2 separate regions of the Ovis canadensis genome follow, and region 1 is linked to region 2. A link is a contact called in public Hi-C data. All regions are on one chromosome and are shown on one strand. The core of a region is the stretch at or near the end of the contact, and the rest is flanking DNA. Distances in the headings are between cores, read along the strand shown. Region 1 holds the start of HEMK1 (HemK methyltransferase family member 1). Region 2 holds the start of MANF (mesencephalic astrocyte derived neurotrophic factor).

Region 1 (4,956 bases), core at 1,526-4,025, 400 kb after region 2:
GGCACTCAACAACCCAACTGGAGGCTGATGGGGTTGCCATGAGCTGAAGGCGCAGCCCCAAATGCCTTTCCTCCACCCCAGGCCAGAGAGAAGGGCCCTCAGCATTCTGCCCTGATGCTCCACGTCTCAGGGAAAGGATCCCTTGAATACTTCCCCGAGGTGCCCAAGTCTTTCTTGTGATGTCAGCTGCTGAGGATGGTGACTGGCCTCAGCTGGAAGGAGATGGAGTGGTCACAGGCTCTGGGTCCTCAGTATGGCTGGTCCTCAGACGCGGCTGCCCTGGAATAGAGAAGGAGAATCAGAGCAGCAGCTGAGCCTCGCGGGACTCTCTTCTCTGACCTGTTGCCTATGAGAGGGCATACTTTGCTGTTCCCTATATTCAAAAGCAGCGACATTACTTTGCCGACTAAGGTCCGTCTAGTCAAGGCTATGGTTTTTCCTGTGGTCATGTATGGATGTGAGAGTTGGACTGTGAAGAAGGCTGAGCGCCGAAGAATTGATGCTTTTGAACTGTGGTGTTGGAGAAGACTTGAGAGTCCTTTGGACTGCAAGGAGATCCAACCAATCCATTCTGAAGGAGATCAGCCCTGGGATTTCTTTGGAAGGAATGATGCTAAAGCTGAAACTCCAGTACTTTGGCCACCTCATGCGAAGAGTTGACTCATTGGAAAAGACTCTGATGCTGGGAGGGATTGGGGGCAGGAGAAGGGGACGACAGAGGATGAGAGGGCTGGATGGCATCACTGACTCGACGGACGTGAGTCTGAGTGAACTCCAGGAGTTGGTGATGGACAGGGAGGCCTGGCGTGCTGCGATTCATGGGGTTGCAAAGAGTCGGACATGACTGAGTGACTGAACTGAACTGACTCCATTTTATACCCTCACCCACCTATTTGAGTTTTCTTGCCTTGGTCAGTGATATTTTCTTCAGGTCTTTGGCTCAAGTGATCCGAATCCATGGTTCAGTCCCTGATAATAAATGGGCTGGCAGGCTTCGCGTTTGGAGAGATCTATTTGACCCAGAGAATGTGACCTTGGGAAACTCATTATTTCTGAGCTTTAGTTTCCTCCTCCATACAGGAGAGGAAAGAAGTAACACAAACTCCCTGGTGAGCAGTGCCTCAATCAATGAATGTCAAGGGCCTGGGAGGCATCTCAACACACAGAGGGAGTCAATGCTCTTAACTAGTATTACTAGGGGAGAAGACTGCTTTTGCCTGGGAGTTTTGCTTCCGACATTTAGCATGTACTGTCACTGATTTGCGGGCTTCCCAGGTGGAGCTAGTGGTAAAGAACCTGCCTGCCAATGTTGGAGATGTAAGAGGCGCAGGTTGGATCCCTGCGTTGGGAAGACCCCCTGGAGGAGCGCAGGGCAGCCCACTCCAGTATTCTTGCCTGGAGAATCCCATGAACAGAGGAGCCTGGCAGATAACAGTCCACAGGGTCACAAAGAGTTGGACACAAACAGATTTAGCACACATACACATCGTTGACTGGTATGCTGAAAATCATCCCTCCATCCAATTTAACCCATGGTCCTAAACACCAGCATAAACTGCCAACTAAAAATCTGACAATTTGTTGGACCTCCCTGGTGGTCCAGTGGTTTGGAATCCGCCAGCCAGTGCAGGGGACACAGGTTCAATCCCTGGTCAGGGAAGATCTCTCATGCCATGGGCCAACTAAGCCAACGAACCACAACTACTGAAACCCGCACGCCCGAGAGCCTGTGCTCGGCAACAAAAGAAGCCACCACGATGAGAAGCTCCCCCCCTCCACTGAAACAAGAGAAAGCCTGAGTACAACAAGGAAGACCCAGGACCCAGCGGAAACAAAAATAAAGACACAAATAAATAACTTTTAGATGACAATTTTTGTTAACTTTATATTAAAATATATATTATATTACATTATATATCGCAAATTATATTATATATCACCAACACATTTAGCTGAAGATTTCAAATCAGTGGCTTCCTTTCCTCTTACAAAGACCTGGTTTCAAACTAGCCTTTATTAAACAACTGTTAGGTGCCGCTCTTCAGAGACAAGCAGCAAGGAAAAGAAGACTGCGGACGGGAAGCAACCTGCCCAAAGCTACCCAGCTAGTAACCGTTCCAGGCAAGACACAAATCCTTCGGACTCCTGAGGCAGCTCTGACTACCAGAGTGCGGCCCAAGGAGCAGGGGAGGCCTGAAGTCAGGCGCAGCTTCTTCCCTCCCAGTTCTCACGGAAAGACTGCCTCTAACCAAGCCTGTTTCTCTATCTGTACAACGGGGACATAGACTTTCTGAGGAAGGCTACCAGCACTCTGAAGAACTCGACGTCTCGAGGGTGTTGCTCATACCTTTCTAATAGGCTACTCCACTCTCCCGCCATCCTGAAGAAACTGCCGCGGGTTCGACTCCCGGATGTGCATAACCCGGATGTGAGCGCCCTCCCGAGAGGCTCTGCTTCCGGGGTTGGTTCAACTGAGAAAGGGCTCGGGTGGATTCCGTCGACCAGCTCCAGGGTTCCTAGAGCCGCTGGGTTGCACCTCGGACGCCCCTGCGGGCCAGTGGCGGCGGGGTGGGTATGAACGCTTTGCACACTATTTCCGCAGGCGCACGGTGGGAAAGGGTGGCGTTGTGTTAAGGTTGCTCCCCAGTCTTCCTGAAGGTCACAGCAGGAATACGGCTTTAGCCTGCGGTGTCTGGTACCGACTCCGGAGTTGTGTAGGCCGCCCGAACGGAGGCGTGTCATCAGCTGGCCAGGAGTTCAAGGGATCGGGCGCTATGCGCAGGGGCGTGGCCTAACATAGACCTTGTACGGGTAGAGCGGCACGTGGGTGTAGCCCAGTGTTGGGGGCGGGCACTAACTTGAGGAGTGGCATCCAGTGTTCAGGACCTGGACAGGACCAGTGTCCAGGACCAGGTGGCGACTGGACCCCAGGGCCGCTCTTGACCCTCTAACCCCGTTTTAGGGTTTGGAGCAGGCAGCTCTAAATTGGAAGTATTAGTAGACCAGGGTTTGAATCCTTACTCATCGGGGGGGCTTTGTCCAGGTCCTCTCTGTGTGCCTCAGTTCCTCTTATAAAATTCATGGCAGGGTCTCTCAAGTGTGGCCTGCCAATGCCACTCCCCTCTGCCCTCGAGTCTATTGTTAACTAGATCACTGTTGACTAAACTACTGTTAAACATACAGTTTCCGAGGCTCCGTCCCAGACCCGGGGATCTGTATCTGTAACAAGCTATTAAAAAGCGATCCCCATAAGTTCCTATGAAAACCTGAGAATTAGAAGGTATCTGAAAGCTCCTCATTGTAGAGATGATCGCACTCTGGATGGAGGGGTATATATAGGTTTTCCTGGGTCCAGGTGCCCAGTAATTCCTCTCCAATAATAATACCATCCCATCTCCCTATTTCTCTGAAAGATGCCTCATTTCTAGCCAGAGGTGGGTACCGTTTGCCAACAGTGCTCACACCAGAGCCCATCTGAGCAAGAAGCTGAGAGCCAGGGAGGAGAAGCATCTTGCTCTATTTCACCAAGCTAGTAGAGCGTCCAGCCAGAGTTCAACGCTGGCTCAAGGACTCCTAGTTTGGTGCTCTCCCCAAACCTGCGCCCACCTGCCTTTGGGGAGCGCGAGTCTGTCCGGGTGGAGGTGAAGCCTGGGCTAGCCGGTGGCCAGAGTTCTGTCCTTAAGAAAGGCCTGGCCGCCCACAGTCCCCCGCGCGATTCTACATGGGCCAGGGAGAATGAGCAGTGGTCTGCAAGAACTGCGACCCGGCTCCCGCTCTCGCTGGGGGCAGAGCCAGATCTGAGCGGCAGGCCAGCGGACCAATGCAGAGCCGGCTCTGGGCCTGACAGCCAATCCGGGGCCGGGGGCGCGGGGCTGGCAGGGAGGAGAATAGCTGGAGCATCGCGGAGACGCTAGGCTGCTGGCCTCAGCCCCACCCCCGCGGTGGGTCCCGGCCCGGCCTGTCCCTGTCCAGGCTGGCAGAGCTAGCGCTCGGCTGTGGGCGGTGCGACGTCACAGGCACAGCCCAGGAGGTCCACCCAGGGAGGGCGGACCTCGGGTCGGACTCGCCGCCCCCTACCCTAGGACCTGGGGGGGTCTTCCCCCTAACCTTGCCCCCGCCTCCTGCCGGTCGCCACCACCCCTAACCTCTCCGGCTGAGCTCGGCGTCCCAGAGAGGATTAAGTAAGTGCTGAGGTCGCCGCTTCTGTGCAAGAATGGAGGAATCAGAGGGACGAAGGTGGGGATGGGGATTGGAGTAGCGAGGAATGATGAACCTGGTGGAGAACGGTATGTGGGTTCTCGGAGGTCGTAGCGCCCAACCCTTTTCCTCCCCATTCCTTCTCTTGCTCTTTGGAACGTGAGACAGTCCTGAACAGTGATGAGCAGGGCCCTTTCCCTCCTTTGGAAGGAAAAATAAACAGAGCCCCAGAGCAAGTGTTAAGGGTCTGGCCCAAGGTCACATCTCGGAGTCAGTGGCAGAACCAAGAAAGAACCTGGGACTCCTGACAAGCCCAGCCTACCTAGAGGCAGAGGACAGAGAGCGGCGATGAGCCTCTCCCATCCCGTGTTTCTGTGCCAGCCTTGCCCCTTCCTAAGGGGCCATCCTGGGTGTGTGTGCCCACCTCACACACACCCATGCACCCACATGGGAGGCATCCCACATATACCCATGAGCTGGCACACAGCGTGTGTATGCAGCCATGATCTGTGCATTCCTCCTCTCCCTAGGCCTGCCTTTCTGCAGTTTGGCTGGGACTTCTTCCCACTCCGTCTTATCCAGGGCCTTTTGGCCTGGGAAGGCCAAAGTCACAGCCTGGACTGGGCATATCACCCACCCTCTGCTCCCAAGGGAAGAGGGAAGGGTAGGAGAAGTCATCTCAGAGTGGGAGCTCCATTCTTACCTCTGAAGATTCACTCTCCTTGACTGTCTCCTGGTCCCTGGCAGCCTCTGGCTCCC
Region 2 (5,289 bases), core at 6-2,505:
CTGTACCATCTAGTCCTAACTTCCTCGTCAGACCAATGTTTTTTAGGCCTAGAAAATGTTTTCTGGACCCGGCGTTGGTCCCTCCTCTGGCAGACCCCACTGGGGCCGGCCGCCCCCGCCCGCATTAGCCCCGGCCTCTCAGCCTTTCGGTGGTTTGGATGAGTTCAGCACCGCCGCCAGGCCGGCCACAGCGCTCGGACCACCAACTCCGCCTTACCTTCGCAGTCACCCGGTCGCAGCGCCCGGCTGGCCGGCAGCACGCTCAGAGCCAGCGCCACGGCCAGCCCGTGGGTGGCCCACATCCTCCACAACCCGCCGCCTCTGCCGCCTTCGCCGGACTGAACCGCGCCCGCCGTGCGGCGCAGCCCCCAGGTCCCGGCCGCGCGCCGTGGCTCCCTATTGGCTGGCGCCCCCCACGCTCTCCCACACACCGTTCCCCCATTGGTCCACGCTCCTCGGAGCCCAGAAGAGCGGCTCCACGCTACCCTTCCTCATTGGCTGATGGGATCGCCCGCCCTCCGCCCTAGACAGTTGTCGACCGCTGATTGAACCGGGGCTGCTCGCAGGAAGAGGCCGCAGAGGCGGCGGAAGCAGCTCTGTCGCCATCTTTGGTAGGGGCAGGGGCTGAGGCCGAGGAGGAGCTCCATCAGGCTGGAGTGGAATTCGGCCGCTGTCTCGCGCCTGCTCAGTTGCTCTGTGTACTCTCTGTTCTGGGCCCCAGGTCTTCCCGAAGAACCCCACGGACTTCCCCGCTGTGGTCCCGACTCGTGGTGCAGGTCAGGGGCTCTGTGGTCAGCCGCAACCCAACAGGCAGGGAGGGCGGCCGGCCACAGGCAAGGCTACAAAGAGGTTTCTTTCTTTTTTCTTAAGGGACCAGGTGGGCTGGGGAACCAGCCTTTGGGGAACCGGTGAGGAAGAGTCCAGATTGCCCCGACAGGTAGACAGGAGGACCCAGTCGGGGCGGACAGATGTCGGGTAAGAGGGGCTCCCCCTCCAGGCTGCCTTCCCAGAGCTCAGAGGGGCGCCCGGGCCAGGATTGGTTGCCTGGCTTTGAGTTCGGAACCATCCCGCTTTACTGGGGAGATTGGCGGCTTCAGAGGTTTGTCCCCCACGCCAGGAAGACCTCTTCTTCCCCCTTTTACTCACAAGCCTCGGGAGCCTGGCCGAGGTGGCTGGTTTTCTCTCTTGCTTTCTAGCTGAGCGCTCTGCGCCCTCGGCTGCCCTCCTTTCCGGTGCAAGTCTTGGCTCCCTGTGCTTGAAGGCCGGACGTGGAAAAGGTTGGCTCTGTGCTCAGGACGGAAAAGAGATTTTTATGGGGCTAAAAGGGCTTGGAGCCCAGCGACAAGGGTTGGAGGCGGGCACTTGGCGGCTGCTCCCATTCAGTGAATTCAGTGGGTCAGTATCAGGTATTCATCTTTTAATTCACATAACAGCAGTCAAGGGAGTGGGGAAAGGGGGGAAGTCAAGTGGCAGATATTTACATCTAAAATTCACATTACTTGCTGGATTGAGAACATGCTACCACAATATATACAGTAAAATACTTTTTTGGGACACTAGTACAAATTTTTTTTTTCTTTTAACTTTGCTTTCTGATACAGGTAAGACCATTAAGTCACTTCTTATTTTAAACATAAATACACAAAAGAAATGGTTAGAAGTTTTCTTATTTTAAATAAGCACAGAATGCCAGAGGTTAAAAACACATTTATAGGGCTGAATACCAATTGGACAGCACACTCTATACATTTTTTGCTCAAATTCCTGTACAAATACACAGCATTCAAATAGGTATTTACAAATAAGCTTGAAAGAATGAAAATCAGTATTTCACAATCTTTTCAGAGAATTCTCATCTCTGGCCTCCCACTTCCCTTCAGACTGGCTGATTCTCCAAGGAAAGGAATTTGGAATATGTCCTTTTCATTGAATTTGGGAAAATGGAGAGGGAAAAGACAAACCTGGCTCACCCTGTAAAGGCAAGACCAAACAAACCTACACTCCCCTCTCTACCCTCTCACACCACCAGGTGGAGAAGGAAGATGTTCTTACAGGAGGACTGCCTTGTCCAGGGGTTGAGGTTCAGGAGTGCCCTAAAATCTAAATATGAACTATCTAAGAAATCCAAAGCTAGTCCCCCACTGTTACACTTGGGAACACAGATGGTTCAGGCCTGCCTGGACTGACCCACTCTGCTTGGAGTCACCCTTCAAGTATCAAAAAGGACCCACACTGGTGATAGAACACTCCTAGACGCCCTGAAGGTAACATGGCCCCCCATCTTAGCTCATAAGTTACTTGCTGGCATTCCTGTTAAACAAGTTGGCATTTGTTTACAAGTGAAAGACACCCTAACCAGGGAAGTCAGATGGGCCAGTGGAAGAGGAACTAACGGAAAACGTACCTGCTCAACGAGGAGAAGGCAGCCTTGTGACTGTCAAGTTGTGAACTCAAGCAAATAAATGTTTTGTAGACTTTTTAAAAGTAACTTAGAAGCACCCTGGTAAAATACTATTGCCACCCCACCCTATTCCCCCAACTAATAAGCCAAGAGGAAAATCAGTGCCCTGACCTGAAAGTTTCCTATAAAGACACCACTGCCTTCTGCCCAACAGACTGGGGAGGCTGGAGAAACTGCCCTCCTGCTCACCCTGAACCCTGAGTGGTGGTCCCATGGGCCTGGAGCTGGGATCCTGCACTTGGCTACTGGGAGGGGTGTGGCTTTCTGCTTCTAGGAGGGGAAGTCCCCCTCCCTGCCAACTGCGCCTTTTACCCAGGAGCTTGCTGAACCTGATTGCAAGTCCTCAGGCCTTTGGAGCCTGGCTGGGCAGCCACCCCGCTGCTCAGAGGTAGTGCTGAAAATCCCTGATTCAGGAGCTGGAGGACAGGCACGCTGGCCGAAAGCTCAGAGGATTTCCGGCCCTGCCACACCCCAGCCTCACTCTATCAGCTTGTCTCTCAACACATGGCTGCCCGGGCCCTGGGGAGGAAGGTGGTAAGGGCAGTCCCTCTGGCTCCAACCCCCACTCAAGCTCCAGAGGCTAGGACACGACCGCTGCAGATCCATGCACCAGGGGGCTCCTGCAGGGCATGGGGTATGTTAGGAGTGGAGGGGAGCGAAAGGTCAGAAACAGAAACGATGGAGGGGAAGTCCAAGGTAGAGGCGGCGGCGGGGCTGGCCCGCGGAAGCCTGGCAGTAGGCCCGGGGCATGCAGTTAGGCTGTCACATGCCTGTGCCGGCAGGTTGGCCTCGCCAGCCCCAGGGGCACACTCCTGGATGGAAGAGCAGGCATTTGTGCAAAATGGCTGGTAGCCCCCTTGTCCACCTGTGACATAGTCCACGTGGTCCTTGCAATCCCTGAATACAACCATGAGCTCTTCTGTCTATGCAGCAAAGGAAGAGGTCCCTAGTGCAATTTCCATTCTGTGCATTGCTGCCCTGGAGGGAGGCCCTGGGCTCCTGCCCCAGGGGCCCCGCGAAGCTGCGAAGCCGTTCTGTGGTGCAGTATCTCCATCTAGCTCCATGTGGTCTGAAACTGCAGGAGGAAGACAGCATCTACTGCACAAAGGAAAGAGGAAAACCCATAGAAATGGAAATGTAGAAAATGAAATAAAAAGAGAAGCCACAACCCTTCATGCTGCTGTGGCCTCTGCACATGGCAACACACGAGTTCACGGCAGTAGAACGTAGACTCGGGCGGTTCTCTCCTGAGTGCCAGGCCTCTCGGGCTCCCTGCGGGGGGACTTGCTTTTCTGACCCGGAGTGGTTGGGCAAGCCGCTCACTGACGGTGGTGTCCCAGCTGCCTCCCTGCCCCTCACTGTTCCCCTCGGCTGTGCTCCCAGGCCATGCGTGCCTGTTCTTCCTTGGTGCTCCCGGGAGGCAGTGAGGCCTTGCGATGCAGGCCCCGAGGCCTCTCGGCCTCCTCTCGCAGCAGCACACCCTCGTCGTGCTCCAGGGCCGGCAGGCGGGGGTGGTAGGGCTTGGGTGGCAGCGCAGGCGGGTCCATGGGGTCCTGAGGGATGACACATCCTGGGGCCGAGTGGCTTCGGCACGGCTGGGCCTTGATGGAGTCCAGGACAGCGGACTCGGAGAGGCTGTAGTGGACGGGGAGGTAAGGTGGGTCAAGGTCTTCGTCAGCGTTCCAGGCCTGGCTCGGCATGGAGTCCATGGTGTCGGTTCGAGGAGGGGCCTCCGAGGAGTGCCCAAAGTTACTCTCGCTTAGGGAAGACACGCCGCTGCTGGCACTGCCAGACAGCGTAGAGTTGCTGCCATCCAGGCCTGACTGGGGGCTGGTCGGGGAGGCTGGGATAGGGTGCAGGGGCGACTGTGAAAGAAAAGGAAGAAGTGTGAAAATCGCTCTTTCCAGACAGGCTGACATGCCCGCCCCGTGCCGAGAAGACCCAGAGCCTCCTGTATTAATGAGCTTTAAAATCCTCATCAGCAGCGTATTTCTTTGTTTTGCCATCAGCAAGCCCTTGCCTTCCCCCTGGCCCCAGCAAGCCTATGGAGCCCCAGAATCACCTGCATTTCTGTGGCCTGCAAATGGCCCTGCCTTTGTGCCCTGTGAAGCTAGGTCCCAGGCTTCTGGCTGTGGCCCTAGGGGCACAGACAGAAGGGGCCGGGTTGGCAGGCCCGTCGGGGAGGGCAGAAAGAACCCTAGAGGGCCATGGACCAGATGAGTGCCTTCTGCTGCTAAAATCTGTGACAGTCTTCTCCAATTTGCAGAAAAATTAATGAGTTTCACATAGAGGTTTGGTATCTGATGCTTCTTGTTTTGAGTTGACTCCAGTTTAAGTGCTCTATGACCTCCCACAGTTAACATTTCCTCACGTTGTGAACTGTGGTGTGTTGATATCTACCCTCTGGCTTCTCACTGCTCTTGGCTCACACACTGGGTACCGTATGTTGCTGTCTGCAGGACCCTCTGACCTCTCCACCCCCATTACGTCTGTTACACAACACGTGGGTCACCTGTACCCCAAGTATGTCTCTGGACACCCCCAGCTTCTGTCAGCCTGGGCTGTTGGGAGGAACAGGCGAGGCAGACCTCAGGGGTCTCTCCCCTCACAGCCTGGGGGCTGTCACCTCAGAACATTACCTTGCGCAAGGTCCGGGCGGGGAGGGCTGGGGGGGTGTCACCCAAGGGGTGGTGGAAGGCGTCGAAGTGTAGGGAGTAATGACCTGCAGAGGACACAGAAGCAGAGCCTCAGTTGGGCCCTTCTTGGGCTGCATCACAGCAGAGCTGGCGGGGCCAACTGCACAGACGGGAGTCTCCCGCGACCCCTCG

Evidence for each region. A called contact is a pair of places that touch in the nucleus more often than the background predicts.
Region 1: a contact with region 2 is called in a Hi-C map of fibroblasts, with 5 times the contacts expected there. The contact joins the promoter of HEMK1 here to the promoter of MANF in region 2. A contact is called at or near these places in 2 of 2 Hi-C or Micro-C datasets (fibroblasts and lung).

Annotation. Positions count from the first base shown.
Region 1 is chr19:64,439,720-64,444,675 of ARS-UI_OviCan_v2, forward strand. HEMK1 (HemK methyltransferase family member 1) reads right to left here and starts at 2,776. Exons shown (of 15, transcript XR_011250945.1): 1 at 2,348-2,776; 2 at 1-279. It overlaps C19H3orf18 (chromosome 19 C3orf18 homolog), which reads left to right and starts at 2,044. Exons shown (of 5, transcript XM_069562055.1): 1 at 2,044-2,572.
Region 2 is chr19:64,043,748-64,049,036 of ARS-UI_OviCan_v2, forward strand. MANF (mesencephalic astrocyte derived neurotrophic factor) reads right to left here and starts at 1,256. Exons shown (of 4, transcript XM_069561111.1): 1 at 218-1,256. The coding sequence starts at 302. It overlaps DOCK3 (dedicator of cytokinesis 3), which reads right to left. Exons shown (of 54, transcript XM_069561103.1): 53 at 5,101-5,183; 54 at 1,403-4,326. The coding sequence ends at 3,817. It overlaps LOC138424353 (a long non-coding RNA gene), which reads left to right and starts at 611. Exons shown (of 4, transcript XR_011250764.1): 1 at 611-776; 2 at 871-975; 3 at 1,197-1,395; 4 at 3,393-3,634.